Regions from separate parts of the Sus scrofa genome. Here region 1 is linked to region 2. Evidence: chromatin contacts called from public Hi-C data. All regions are on one chromosome and are shown on one strand. Each heading gives the region's core, a stretch centred on a gene start, on an enhancer-like site or on the middle of the called end of the contact. The rest is flanking DNA. Distances are from core to core; before and after follow the strand shown.

The links. Hi-C and Micro-C count contacts between places; a contact is called where the count stands out from the background.
Region 1: a contact with region 2 is called in a Hi-C map of liver, with 1.5 times the contacts expected there. The contact joins two enhancer-like sites. A contact is called at or near these places in 7 of 47 Hi-C or Micro-C datasets (adipocytes, alveolar macrophages, embryonic fibroblasts and 2 more) and 1 of 2 datasets of contacts at active chromatin or transcription factors (skeletal muscle).

The regions. Positions count from the first base shown.
Region 1 is chr13:52,702,856-52,709,058 of Sscrofa11.1, reverse strand. All of the region lies in intron 4 of FOXP1 (forkhead box protein P1), which reads left to right. Among named protein-coding and RNA genes, the nearest start is that of FOXP1, 270 kb to the left of the region's middle. Within about 2 kb of position 4,613, at least 5 of the 83 cell types and tissues checked have an H3K27ac peak or open chromatin away from gene starts, as enhancers often do. A contact at or near this core is called in liver, where this site is marked.
Region 2 is chr13:52,439,693-52,446,020 of Sscrofa11.1, reverse strand. FOXP1 (forkhead box protein P1) reads left to right here. Exons shown (of 21, transcript XM_021070841.1): 8 at 1-112; 9 at 1,126-1,215. Among named protein-coding and RNA genes, the nearest start is that of FOXP1, 530 kb to the left of the region's middle. Within about 2 kb of position 4,505, at least 24 of the 83 cell types and tissues checked have an H3K27ac peak or open chromatin away from gene starts, as enhancers often do. A contact at or near this core is called in liver, where this site is marked.

The sequences.
Region 1 (6,203 bases), core at 3,364-5,863, 260 kb before region 2:
TTGAAAATAAATTTAGCTAAGGCTTGGCCCTGAGATTCCACTGATTTGCCGTCATGACTGCAGGCGCCCATCTAGGTGTGCCCAAGCAGTGAGGTGACTTGGGGAAGAAGGCGAGTCCCTCATGTCTCTTGTTCGGCTTGTCCCAGCCCTTCGGTCTCTCCCTGGGCCCCAAGTAGTGGCTTCCTCCATACATACATAAGCTGGTCCTGGTGGTCCTTGCCTCAGAGCCTTGGCAAAGGACCTCTCAGAGCATGTGGGCTCACAGTCAATGTGGGTAACAGGTACATCAAAGTATTGGCCATCCAGGATGGACACAAGGCATGGCGCTGGGTGGGCAGTGGGGGTGAAGGGTGGGGGTCTCCTCTGTGCCTCTGAGGATCCTAGGAGGTTCAGGGGAGTGGCTAGGGGTGTAATTGGATAGCTTGGGGGCAGAGGCTATTTCCATCTGTGTACAAAGATTTCAGTATTTGAATAACTCCTTCAGGTGACCACCGTGTACCAGGTGAGCATCATCCCGAGTCTCACTCTTCTTCCCAACAAGGGCACTGAGGTCTGGAGAAATGAGGGGAGTCTACCAAATTCTAGTGGAGAATTACTGGCAAAACCAGGAGTAGAAACACTCTCTTGCCTCCTGAAATGCATCTTCTACTCACTTTGCCTCCTCTTATCTCAGATGTGGAAAAATCTCCTTTTCGACTGATTTCAAACCAGAATTGATTAAAAGACATTTTCTTAGGAAACTGCCACTGTGGCACAATGGGATAGACAGTGTCTCTGCAGCTGGAGGGATGTGGGTCTGATTTCCAAACCTCCGCAGTAGATGAAGAATCCAGCATTGTGACGTAGGTCAGGCTCTGGCTCAGATTCTATCCCGGCCCCAGGAGCTCCATATGCCATGGGTCAGTCAAAAAAAAAAAAAAAAAAAAAGAGAGAGAGAGAGAGAGAAGAAAGACTAGAGCATCTTTCAAATTCTTAGGGGAAAAAATATACTAAAAAGAGGTTTGCTTAGGAATAAAGCTGAGCGGGGAAAAAAACCCTGATGTCTGGAGCACTGAAGTGAATAACTTGCTAGAAGAAAGTTAACTTGTTTGGATTCTAGTTTGGATGTGACAGGCTGGCACAACTTAGAGGAACACTTGTGATTCCTGTATCCATTCTCTTGCCTCCTCACTGTTCATAGGAGCCAGCTCCACAACCTCCTTTTGATGTGATTGATGTTTCCAATAGCCACATTCATGAGCCATTGCTTTTCCACATTTGTCGGGAGTCTGAGGCTCCTGTCCCTGCTGTCAGGGACACACCACCTGCATGGTCTCAGTCACACGCTAAATCTGCTTGCAGGGGAGGTGGGGGCATGTTGCGTTATCTCCACTCCCTCACAGGTACCTTTCACAGTGTGTTTGTACTTTTCTCCCAGCTGAGATTTACTCATCTATGCCTTATTCCCTCCACCTGAAAGTGTGGACCACACTATGAGTGTAGAACAAATCTGAATTTTGGTCAAGAGGACCCAAGACATCTTATTTGATCCCCGATGTTTTAGGGGAGCTGTTCTTCTGTCATTGGTCAAGGGAATTCTGGTAAAATAAATCAATCTCTTCCTATTCTAAATGAGGTTTTTGCATCATCATCATCATTATTATTTCTGTCACTGATAAAGCTCCATGCTATGACTGGCTGGGGGTCCTTTGGCCTTTTCTCCACCCCACTGAAGAAGCTCATGAAAGATTGTGCGGTGTGGAAAGTGCCTTAGCAATTAAGTAAAAGAAAGCCTGGTTCATATAAAGAGACTTGTTTCTATATGGAAAATATGAGCCTTTTTTTTTTTTTTTACATGGACCAGGTGTGGATTAGTTCACTGAACCTTTCACCCAGCCGTATTCCCGCTTGTAATTCTTCTGAGGCATAGTTCAGCCAAGTCAAAGAAACATGTTATTAAAGGTGAGCTGAAAGGCATTTAAAAAATAAACAAACTGTTTAAGATCCTAAATCAGTAACAGAATCTATATGCGCAGACTTGAAAAGTACAAGAAAATGTGTTTCACTACCTTTGGGTTTCAGGCCAGATCTTTCTTTTTCCTTCTTAGAACATCACCCCAAAGTCCTTTTTGGTCATTGGCAGGACAAGCAGCTGACGCTAGCTTGGATTGTAGCTCTCTTGTAGCTAATGATTTACCCTTTGCTGAGGTAGGCGAGACCCCAGTCTTAAATCTACCATTCTCCAGTTAATATGAAGGGAGAAACATAAATACTTTGATTTGATTTTAGCACTGTGTTAAGTTTAGAATCTGATAGACGTTTTCTTCTTTTTTCCAACTTGTTGGATGGCACAAAACCAGGTATCATCAGCAACTTGTAGAGATGACAGAAATGAGGCGTGGGAAGTTTTAGATTTACTTAAGTTACGTTTCTCCCTGGTTAGGATAACAGTGGCTATCATTTCTTTATCACTCACTTTGTGCCAGGCACTTTGCTAAGCGCTTTCGTACGTTCATGAATTTATTCCTCAAAAGCATGTCATGTACTGGAATTCAGCCCATTTTATGGATGAGCACTCGGAGGGACAGAGAACTCAAGGAACCATTCACAAGGCCCATAAGCAGCAGAGCTGAGTTTGAATTTCTAGAGTTGAATCTGTGCTTGTAAGGTCTGAATTAGCCTAGACTCAACTCCACTGCGTGATACTAATTTCTATGATACTGAGTTTTAACTGAAGCAGTCCAAGGAAGTTTGAAGAAATACCGATATTTATCACCTACACCCTGGACCTTCCCACTCCCACCCCCTGCCATCACTGTTTTTCCCTAATTACTTTTTTTTTTTTTTTTCTGTTTTCTTTTGGTTGTTTTCACATGACTGCTGCTTCTGAGCTTAGGACTGGGTACCATTTGAATCCTGTTGTACTGCTTCTCCCTGGATTCTCTTCACCTTTCATTGTGATTGTAGGATGGTGGAAAGGCATTCTCCCACTTGTAAAGTCATTCCAAACCCAGGAACAAAGGAGGGGAGGTATTTGGGGGGAGGTTTTGGGGTCTTCCTGGCACACCTTTTTACGAGGTAAGCAGTTCCTTCCACTGGGAACGGGAAGCCTCAGCTCCCCAGAGTGGATGCAGTGCTCCTTTCAGACACTTCCAGTGAGCTGACAAGAATCACCCCCACCCCCACCCCTGCTGCTTTACATGACAGAAAAGGGAGCGAGTTCAGGCAACAGCTTCATCTAGTGCACTTTTGAGTAGCTTTGCCTCGTTGAAGACCATATGCTGAGCTTGTCAAAGTCATCTGCCCGTTTCAGCCATTCTTGTTTTAGGAACGTTAACTCTCTGTATTGGGGAAGCAGTGTCACAGGCAAACAGCCGTGCTGGGCTTCTACCAAATGTCCCTCCTCCTTTGTCATGTTCTGGGGGCATTGGGTGGCACTTTATTGTTATCAGTATTACAGGGTCCCCAGCCTCAGTGTAAACGGAGCATCCTGTATGTATCAGAGACCTTTCCAGCTAAGGAGCCAAGAGGATGAGCCCCATAGAGTTCTGATCACACCAGTATTTCTCAGTGTATTTCTAATGGGAGCTAGAGAGATGGGGAGCTTTGGGAAAGCCTAGAGATGGAAGCTGGGATCTGCAAGTGTCCGAGAATTCAGGAAGAAAGGCATGGGAAAGGAAATGGGCTGAAAAGGAGCCAGGAAAAGTTGCCTCATCATTTGACATTACTCTGGTGGCCGAAAGGTAAGTGGCTACTCTCGGGTCACTTGCAACACGGTGGGCACATGACTGCCAAGTTTTGCAGTTTAAGGACTAATAAAGTGAGAATGTGGGTAATACTGGAAGAAGGTGCTTTTCAGGGAGAGATCCCTGGGAGATCCTCCCAGCTAGAGTGACCACGTGAGTGGGTTCGTTCTTTTTTGTTTGTTCTGTTTTTGTTTTTTGCGTTTTGCGGCACATGGAAATTCCCAGGCTAGGGATCAAATCAGAGCTGTAGCTGCTGGCCTACGCCACAGCCACTGCAACACCAGATCTGAGCCGCATCTGGGACCGACACCACCACTCATGGCAGTGCCAGATCCTTAAACCACGGGGAGAGGCCAGGGATTGAACCTGCGTCCTCATGGATGCTAGTCGGGTTCGTTACCACTAAGTGGCAACGGGAACTCCTGAGTTCATTCTTGAGTGTCTTTGTTTCTGGGTCAACATGCCCACAGGAAAGTTGAATTCTGGAGCTCCTTTGCGGGTCTTTTCTATGTGCACCCAGAGTGTTCGCCATTGCACATAGAATGATAAGAATATAGGAGCTGCAGTGAGATACAGATTTGATTTTATTTAGTTCCCACACTGGTCCATGGTGTTCATTCCATATGTATTTAGAGAACAATGACCATAAATAGCTACTCTTCGGTGCTAAGAGCCAGCATGTATGCAAGACAGATGAAGTGCTTGCCTTCATGGAGTTGATATTTTGATATTTTGTCCCCAACTGAAATGCACAGAGTCGAGATGATTCTGACTAGTTTTGTCTATTGCCTAAACGTTCCCAGAAAAACCAAACAAAATGTTTCGCCACAGCTTGGAACCGCCAGGAGCCAGATGTGGCCACGGGAAGAATATCTCCGAGAGCTTGTCATCTGGCTCCAGCTGTGCTAACCTAGGCCTGGTCGTCAGCCACAAGTTGTGTCTGCCAACTGGTGGCCAGACACGACTGCAGGTTTAAACAATTAGCGGAATCCCTCACCCGGTGGCTGGATTCACTGTGTGTGTCCTAAGGTTACCAGCCACCCTCCAGACCAGGAGCCTCTGTGGTCCCAGGCAGAAACACCCACAAGAGGACCAGAAATCAGCCCCTGGGGAAAACAGCCGAGGCCTTCTTAGATTAGAACATGGAGAGGGATGCAGGGGAAACCACTGTCAGCAAGAAAAGAGACATAAACCAGACATGGTCCCCACCATGTGAGTCTTGATTCCAACCAAGCTCTTGCCTGACTCGGGATCCCTGCTTCTAACCTGCCCCTGCAAAAAAGCAGAGAGAGGAGTTGGCCTGTGGGTTTTCTCTTTTCCCAGTGACAGTTATTTTTCACCATTGTCTCTTTCTGAGACCCATTTATGATGAGCTATGTTGATTTAACCTAAAACGCAAAGTGTTTTTTTTGTTTGTTTTGTTTTTTGTTTTTTGCTTTGCTTTTGAGGGCATATGGAGGTTCCCAGGCTAGGGGTCCAATCAGAACTGTAGCTACCGTCCTACAGCAAGACCACAGCAACATGGGATCTGAGCTGCATCTGCAACCCACACCACAACTCATGGCAATGCTGGATCCTTAACCCACTGAGCGAGGCCAGGGATTGAACCCGCAGCTTCATGATTCCTAGTCAGATTTGTTTCTGCTGCACCACAATGGGAACTCATCCAGGTGAGGTCTTAATTCCCACCTTCGAAAGCAATTGGCTGACTCCGGATGCACCACAACTTTTTCAGACATCTCTTGTACCCGCTGGCCCAAATATGTTTATACATAAATACAAAGCTTCAGCCTACCTGCTGGGAACGATTTATAAAATGTGGAGTCCCTGGCTTAATGGAGCAGGCAGTCTCTGCTGTCCTGTGGGAATATGATGATTTTGATCACTCATAATCGTGCACATTCCCGATACCACAGTCGTGGCTCAGTAAATGTAGAATGAGCAGAATAAGGAAAACTTCTGGGCAGCCTGCTAATGTTTAAGGACAGTGACGAAAAATGAGTGAGGTTATTTCAAATAACGAATGAGGGATACAGTCTACACGTTAGAGCAAAAACGGAAATAAAGGTTTAATTGGAATAATTTGAAGATTCTTTTTTGATGTCCACCTCTAGTGTCTGATGATCACAGGAAACAGAATAGCAGAGAGGAAGCTTTCAAAAGGGGGATTCTTTTGAGCCTACACACATAGATCTGTGGGGAAACATCTTTTTCACCATGAAGTTCTGAGTGGTTTATCAAAGAAGCCCCCCTCTGAAAAAGTAACAATGGCAACAAAATCATTCAAGTGGGGAAAAATATTAAGATCCTAGTTTATGTGTAAAAATCGACTTTTACATTCTAAGGGCGTTGTGTCAATTTGCCGTGCAGGAAACATAAGTGAAGCCATTTGGTTTTGTGGCATTGGTGTGGGCTGGCTCAGGGGGTGGGGGATAAAGTTGAGGCATTGATAAAGTATGAGGAGAGCCAGATGGTTGC
Region 2 (6,328 bases), core at 3,256-5,755:
ACCTCAAGTTATCACTCCCCAGCAAATGCAGCAGATCCTCCAGCAACAAGTGCTGAGCCCTCAGCAGCTCCAGGTTCTCCTCCAGCAGCAGCAGGCCCTCATGCTTCAACAGGTAATGTTCCTTTCTCCTCCCACCGCACCCCCTGCTCCCTAGCCCTCCATTCAGAAGTCCTCACACATGAGCAGCTCCTTTGCCCATTCAAGTGAAAGGGAGCATGGTGGGTGGGGCCGCACACACCTGGTTCCCTGGACCATCAGTTGCATCTGCATCACTGAAAGAGCAGTGAGGGTTTGGCCTCAAGAGTACCCAGTGGTCTGAGATTAGGGCTGTAATTGGACTTGGTAGAAATAAAATCTTTCGGGCTTAGGGGGCTTTGCACTCTTTTATTTGGTAAGCCCAGAGGCTTCTAAATGGTGCGAGTCAAAGCAAAACAGGGAGCACGTTGGGAGCAGGTTAAATGGGACAGCTCTTGAAGTCCCCATTCTTCCTGGAAGCTGACAGAGGAGTTTTTCTTTTAAACTTTGAGAAACACTGGGGAGTCGATGAACTCTAAAGGGCAGAGTCGATTTTACCTCGGCACAGGTGATCACCTGTGCCGATGCCGAAAAGAACCTCCAGCTGCCATCAGGACCTCAGAGTCTGATTTCAGGGACCCCTGAAGCAAGTAGAAGAGGTTCAGGACCACAGGGATGGGAGGTGGTGGGGACAGGAAGCAGAGGGAGCTTAGCCACGCAGTTGACATCCACACCAAACGCCCTCCAGCACCACCCAGCCCTCTGACTGAAGAAGCACGCATACAATTTGCAGTCGAGATTCACCAGACTCCCTCAGCAAGGCCGCTTTGGCTTTGTTGTACAATCAAAGGTCATCCCTTGCCTTCTTTTAATTAGTTTATGTAGAAAATGGTATGTTTTTCATCAGTTCATTTTGGAGATTACTTTTCAAACAATAATGCCAAGAATAGTCCGTGTGCGCTGAAATTTATTGTCGAGATTCAAACGAAAGGTCAGGCCATTACAGATAAAAGGATGCTATTTTTCAAATCCTAGTTTGTGTATGGCACCGAAAGGGACAGTGGCTTGGCGCTACCCTCTGTTACTTACGGTCCTCTCTTTCCTTTGTAGCAGCAGCTTCAAGAGTTTTATAAAAAACAACAGGAACAGTTGCAGCTTCAACTTTTACAACAACAACATGCTGGAAAACAGCCTAAAGAGGTACCGACAATACATATTTTACTTTCAAACCGCAGATCCCAGAGGACTATCTAGTGGCTATTAAACTGTCATTCATCTTTTAAATGATTGCACAACTGAGCTGACTCTATCGGTTCTCAGCTATCAGCCCGAGAGTTATTGTCCTGTTTGCTTTCAGATTTTTCTGGGGTTCCATTTGCCGACTGCCACATATTTTATAGCACCACCGCAGGTGTACCTCGTGTGAGCACCGGAATCCTGGGCAGAACCTTCAAGGGCCACTTTTGCGCACTGGTACCACGGAGGGCCAGGGTCCACCTGGGGGAGGTGAGGGGCTCTCAGTACAATTTCACGTGGGCACCCACCACCCTTGATTTCCGCCCCCACCTCCCCAGCTCGGAGAGCTTGGGGTGTGGTCGTGGCCTTTTCCTTTGAAAGAATAATCCCTGATCCAAAAAGTTAGAGCAAGATTCAGAGTGCTCCTGGCTCTCTTTAACTTCTTCCCACAAGCTGCACAGATCACAGTGGCTCAAAGCAGGCTTGGATTATTTGTGTTTTCCCGAGAAGAAGCAGTGCCTGGCAAGAGCGCCTATGTACCCTATGTCTTGCAGGTGCACATAGTGACGGCAGATGCCCCCCACCCAGTTAGGGTGACAGTGTTTGCTCCATGAATGGGAAGTCTCCCCAGGGAGGGTTCCTGCCTCAGCTTCTATGCTCTTCCTTGTGGCTGCAACTCAGTCTGAGTGTCTCTCTGCCTGCACGTGTTATCGTGACATCTTCCTACCCATTCCACAGTTATCCGATGTAACTTATCTCCTTGGGTTTCCACGAGGGACTAGAAATTCTTTCCATTTGAGTGTTCTCCCTGGAATGACAATTTATAGTTTGATAAACAGCGCCCAAGCCCGCTTAACAGTTTCTTGCTGGCCCAAAGCAGGCAGCCACTTGCTATAGCTTAGGGGAAGTCTAACCAGGTGACTGACTGTCAACCCCTGCCCCTCGCAGGAGCGAGGATGCCGGGAAGCCCTCCTTTCACACACTGGGAATGTCCCAGACGTGCCCACTTTGCGGGCTCCTCCCTCTGCACAAATTGGGTACATTTCCCAAGTTTTACCCTAGAGTCCTGTCGAGCTGCCTGGAGAGAAACCCCTGCCAAGTAGGGGCATTTTTGGGGTGAAGGGGAGGAGGTGTTGTCTTGAAAATGCTGACACAACCTTAAGTACGGTGGCGGGCTACCGGGTGCTGCTATAATAAAAAAGGGAACAGATTAAAAAGTGTCTAAAATGTAAATCTAAAGGACTAACAGTAATTAAAATGGAAATGGCACAGGGAGGGAAGGCATGTAATTGTGAGATATCACTGTGCAGAAGGCTCTCAGCTTTGTTTTGCTGGCTGTTTTTCTAATTCAGTAGGGCTTACTCATCAGTGGCAGTTCAATGCGCGTTAATGACTCTGGGATTGCAGGCATCACTCTGGACAAAGAAATGATTATTGTGCGGTCAAAAGAAGTTCAAAGACAAGAAGGGAATTTCAGTTTTTTCCTTAGAGATCCACATTCAAGAGCATATAAATTAAGCCAAATGTTAAAAACCACAGTCTGAAAGCTGACTTCAAAGTCACAACTCTCTAATTAATGAACTGCGAGCTTCAGTTTGGACAAGTTGTGGTTTGATGCGCCCATAAATCAACATGACAGGCCTGTTTCACAGTCTCAGACAGTGCTTGTCACTGAGTCACATCAGATGTAAACACAGCAGAAAAAAGAAGGGATATGAAGGAGGTGCAATTGATCAACAGAATTGGTAAAAACCCACTTTTGAAGCACATTATGCATGATCACAGGAAATGGTTACAGCCTCAAGAGGTTTCCCCTTCTGCTGTTGCTTTTTTGAATCAGATTTCTAACAGCCTTCAAAAGGGAGAATAAGAATTATGGAGTTTCTCCCCTGTGGCTCGCAGGCAATAACCCCCTGTTGTTATTTTGTGCTTCTTTCTTTTCAAAGGCATCAAAATTTAGTTTTTTAAAGATCTTTAACTCTATATTTGAAGACAAACAAAAAAGGGCCGCACTGTCATTCTTATCAGTTACCAGGGATTGTGTTTTTCCTTTCTGTTGCCACTTCTTATTAACCTCTTATTTGGTCTGTTAGACATAGTTTGGAATGCACGTCTGCATGCTGGGAGAACATGAAAGTTCAGATGAGCTCAGAGGGCAGATAAAGAAATGTGAAGGCGAAAGTTACCCAGCAGAAGGAAGGATAAAAGTTAACTCTCCCAAATTGCTGCTGTCAGAAAGGGGGCGTCTCAGGCTCAAGGATGATGGCGGTGCCAGAATTTGGGAAGGGAGCCTGGAGGAGAAAAGGGAAATACTCTTTGTCTGAACTAGGGGAAGGTGGTTATGTTGTAATAGCATTTAGCCTTTAGTGTCTCTGGGACCCTGGGTTTGTGATGATCAGGCTTTGCCAAGTGTTTTGAAGGCAAAGGTGATGTTGCCTTCACATCCTGAGGGGTGGTCTCCTTGGACCCCACTGCTGTGTTTGAGGTGCCCCTGGATGTGGCCGAGATCTCTTGAACAATGGTTAGAGGAGAGCCTTATTTTCCCAAGGTGGGGAGGAAGGCGCCTGGCATTACCATGCAGGTGGGGGCCTTTTGTGCTTCAGTGAAATAGATTCACATGGTAGCACTTACATGCTGTGGACCAGTGGTTATGGTTTTAACAAGGTTTGAACCTGGATGTTGACAGATGGAACAGGTATGTTAATTTACTGAATCCCCAGTCATTAGTGGCTCATAATTTTAAACTGTCAGCCCCTCTCCGCTTCCACCCTTTTTCCCTTTTTTGATCACCTCTGCCGTAAGACGCTTGATCCTGGTCCAGAACAATGTACTTGAGTCTCTCTTTTTCCTTGAAGTTGCCTTGAGATGTTTCCTTGAGAAAGTTAGTATCCCTACGTTGGTGTTTCAACCCAAGACCTTCCTTGGGTGATGGCTGCTCTGTCACCCCCGAGAGCAAGTGTTTAAGTGACGGCTCATTAATATTTGACAGGACGGGTGTGGAAAATATAGAAGGCAGGCTTGATTTTAAGTCAGGCTGCACGAAAAATCCCATCCTGTGCCGGTGAGGTAGCCTCGGTTGATTGTTTTAAAAGGGGCCGTTTGTCCTGGGCAGTTATGACAGTTTATGTTAGGCAGTAGGGAGGAGCCAAAGAAAGGAAAACAGACCTTTGACTGCAGCCCTAGGGAGGGGATCCGAAATGCAAGGTTTATCAGGGCATTTTAGCATTTTAACACTGACAACTGACCTGTTCAGGGGACTGCACGGAGACCTTTTTTGTACGCATTCAATTGTGAGAAGTAAACAAACGGGCTCGTATCCTGTGTTTGGTAACTGGGTGGGGAGCACAGTTTGGCAACCAGCGTTGCTTTTAAATTCTTTCTTTGGACAATGGGCCTTGTATACTTTTATATCCTGGCTTTTCAAACGTGGACAGCTCTCAGGAGCTTTTCCTAGGGATGGCCACAGAGACAACAGAACAGCCATAAGTCATTTTATATAAATACAACATTTCTAAACATTTCATTTACAGTAAGACAGGAAACACCCTCCCCAAACTCCAGCACCCACCCCCGCCCCATGATTTTCTACTTCAAGAAGAGCTAATTCCCTGATCTTTTTATTGTATCAATGTTATTTTTTCTTTGCTTCCTTCCCCCCAACCCTTTTCTTCATAAAATGTCGTGAATTAATATCGGTTGAAGAAGTGAAAAAATCATTTTGACATGAATATAACTATCATTGGGTTTTACATTAATGTGATAACTTGGGAAGGGGTGAAAACAATTGGATCATTTTATGCATGCTGTTCTTAAAATGAAAACACTGGCTTTTCATTTAAATTTATTTAAATTTTTGTTGTTAGTGGTATAGAATTTGTTTTTTGGAGTGAAACTCAATTAACTTTCTCAGTGGCATGGTAGTAAGTCTGAAATTGGTTGCTAATATGAGAATGATGGTTTTTACTATAAAATAAACTACATGGAGACCAAAAGGAAACCACCATTTTTCTCCTCCTTTGAACTGTGCATCAGAAGGTCTTGATACATATACCATTTTATGGATGTATCAGATCAAGGTCATGTGTTAGGTTAAGTGAATGCAGTTGTTTGTAAAGTGTAGTTATGAGAAGCTCTGAGAGTTGTGCGGTCCTTTTGGTTGTGAACGTCTCTGATATTTTGAATAATACTCAGAATTAGGAAAGCAGATCTTGTTCGTCAAGAACCTTTTCTGTCTGTCTCTCTCTCTCTCTCTCTGTTTTTCTGGCTCCAGAACTCCCTTCCCAAGAAGGGTTAATTTTCCTTTCATAATTGTTAGCCATAATGTGGCTAAGACCTCCACCTCGATTTGATTCCTAGCAGATTAAGGATATTAGATAATTTCCTTCTATTTATTGTAATACTGCACTGTATTATCTTTCTATCACTCAGATAATTACTGAGGAAATCTACATTAATTTTTTTGGCTGGAGCAAGGCCTGCTAAACACAGGAATGATGTATTGATGTTTTACACAACAAAAGTTTTCCCCTGTCATTGTCCAATCAACAGAAGGATATTTTATCTTCTCCTAAAGCCCCTCTTTTCAAGAACAAAGGGGGTGGGGAAGCAGGACCAGCAAGCAGACCTCAGGGTTTCTGAAACTCAAGCCAAGCAAAGGCATCTCCAGCTAAAAGTGTCCTTCATATTAAACACTCACAGTCGAGTGCGATGTTGTTTGCTAAATTATGAATGTGTGTAATTAAAATCTAGTGGCTGTTTCTATGAAAGATTTACAATGTTATTTCATCGTTTGTCATGGCTAATTAACAATATTAGATGAAGTTTTTCTTCTTCAAAGGTCTGATTTTTTCTCATTTATTTATGTCAGAAGTGATAAACAGAGTAGTTAAAAGCTTTTCCATGGGCAGGCAGGACGGAGGCAACTTGTTCTTTGACACCTCCAAGGTTCAGGGTTCAAATCCCTCCAGACCTGGAGTGGTACAGCCTGCCTCCGTGGGTGAATAATTAAAAATGTCCAAGTCTAGAAGTTCATATCTTGACTATAGAAACTCAGGCCCTTCACACTGGAGGGCAAGCT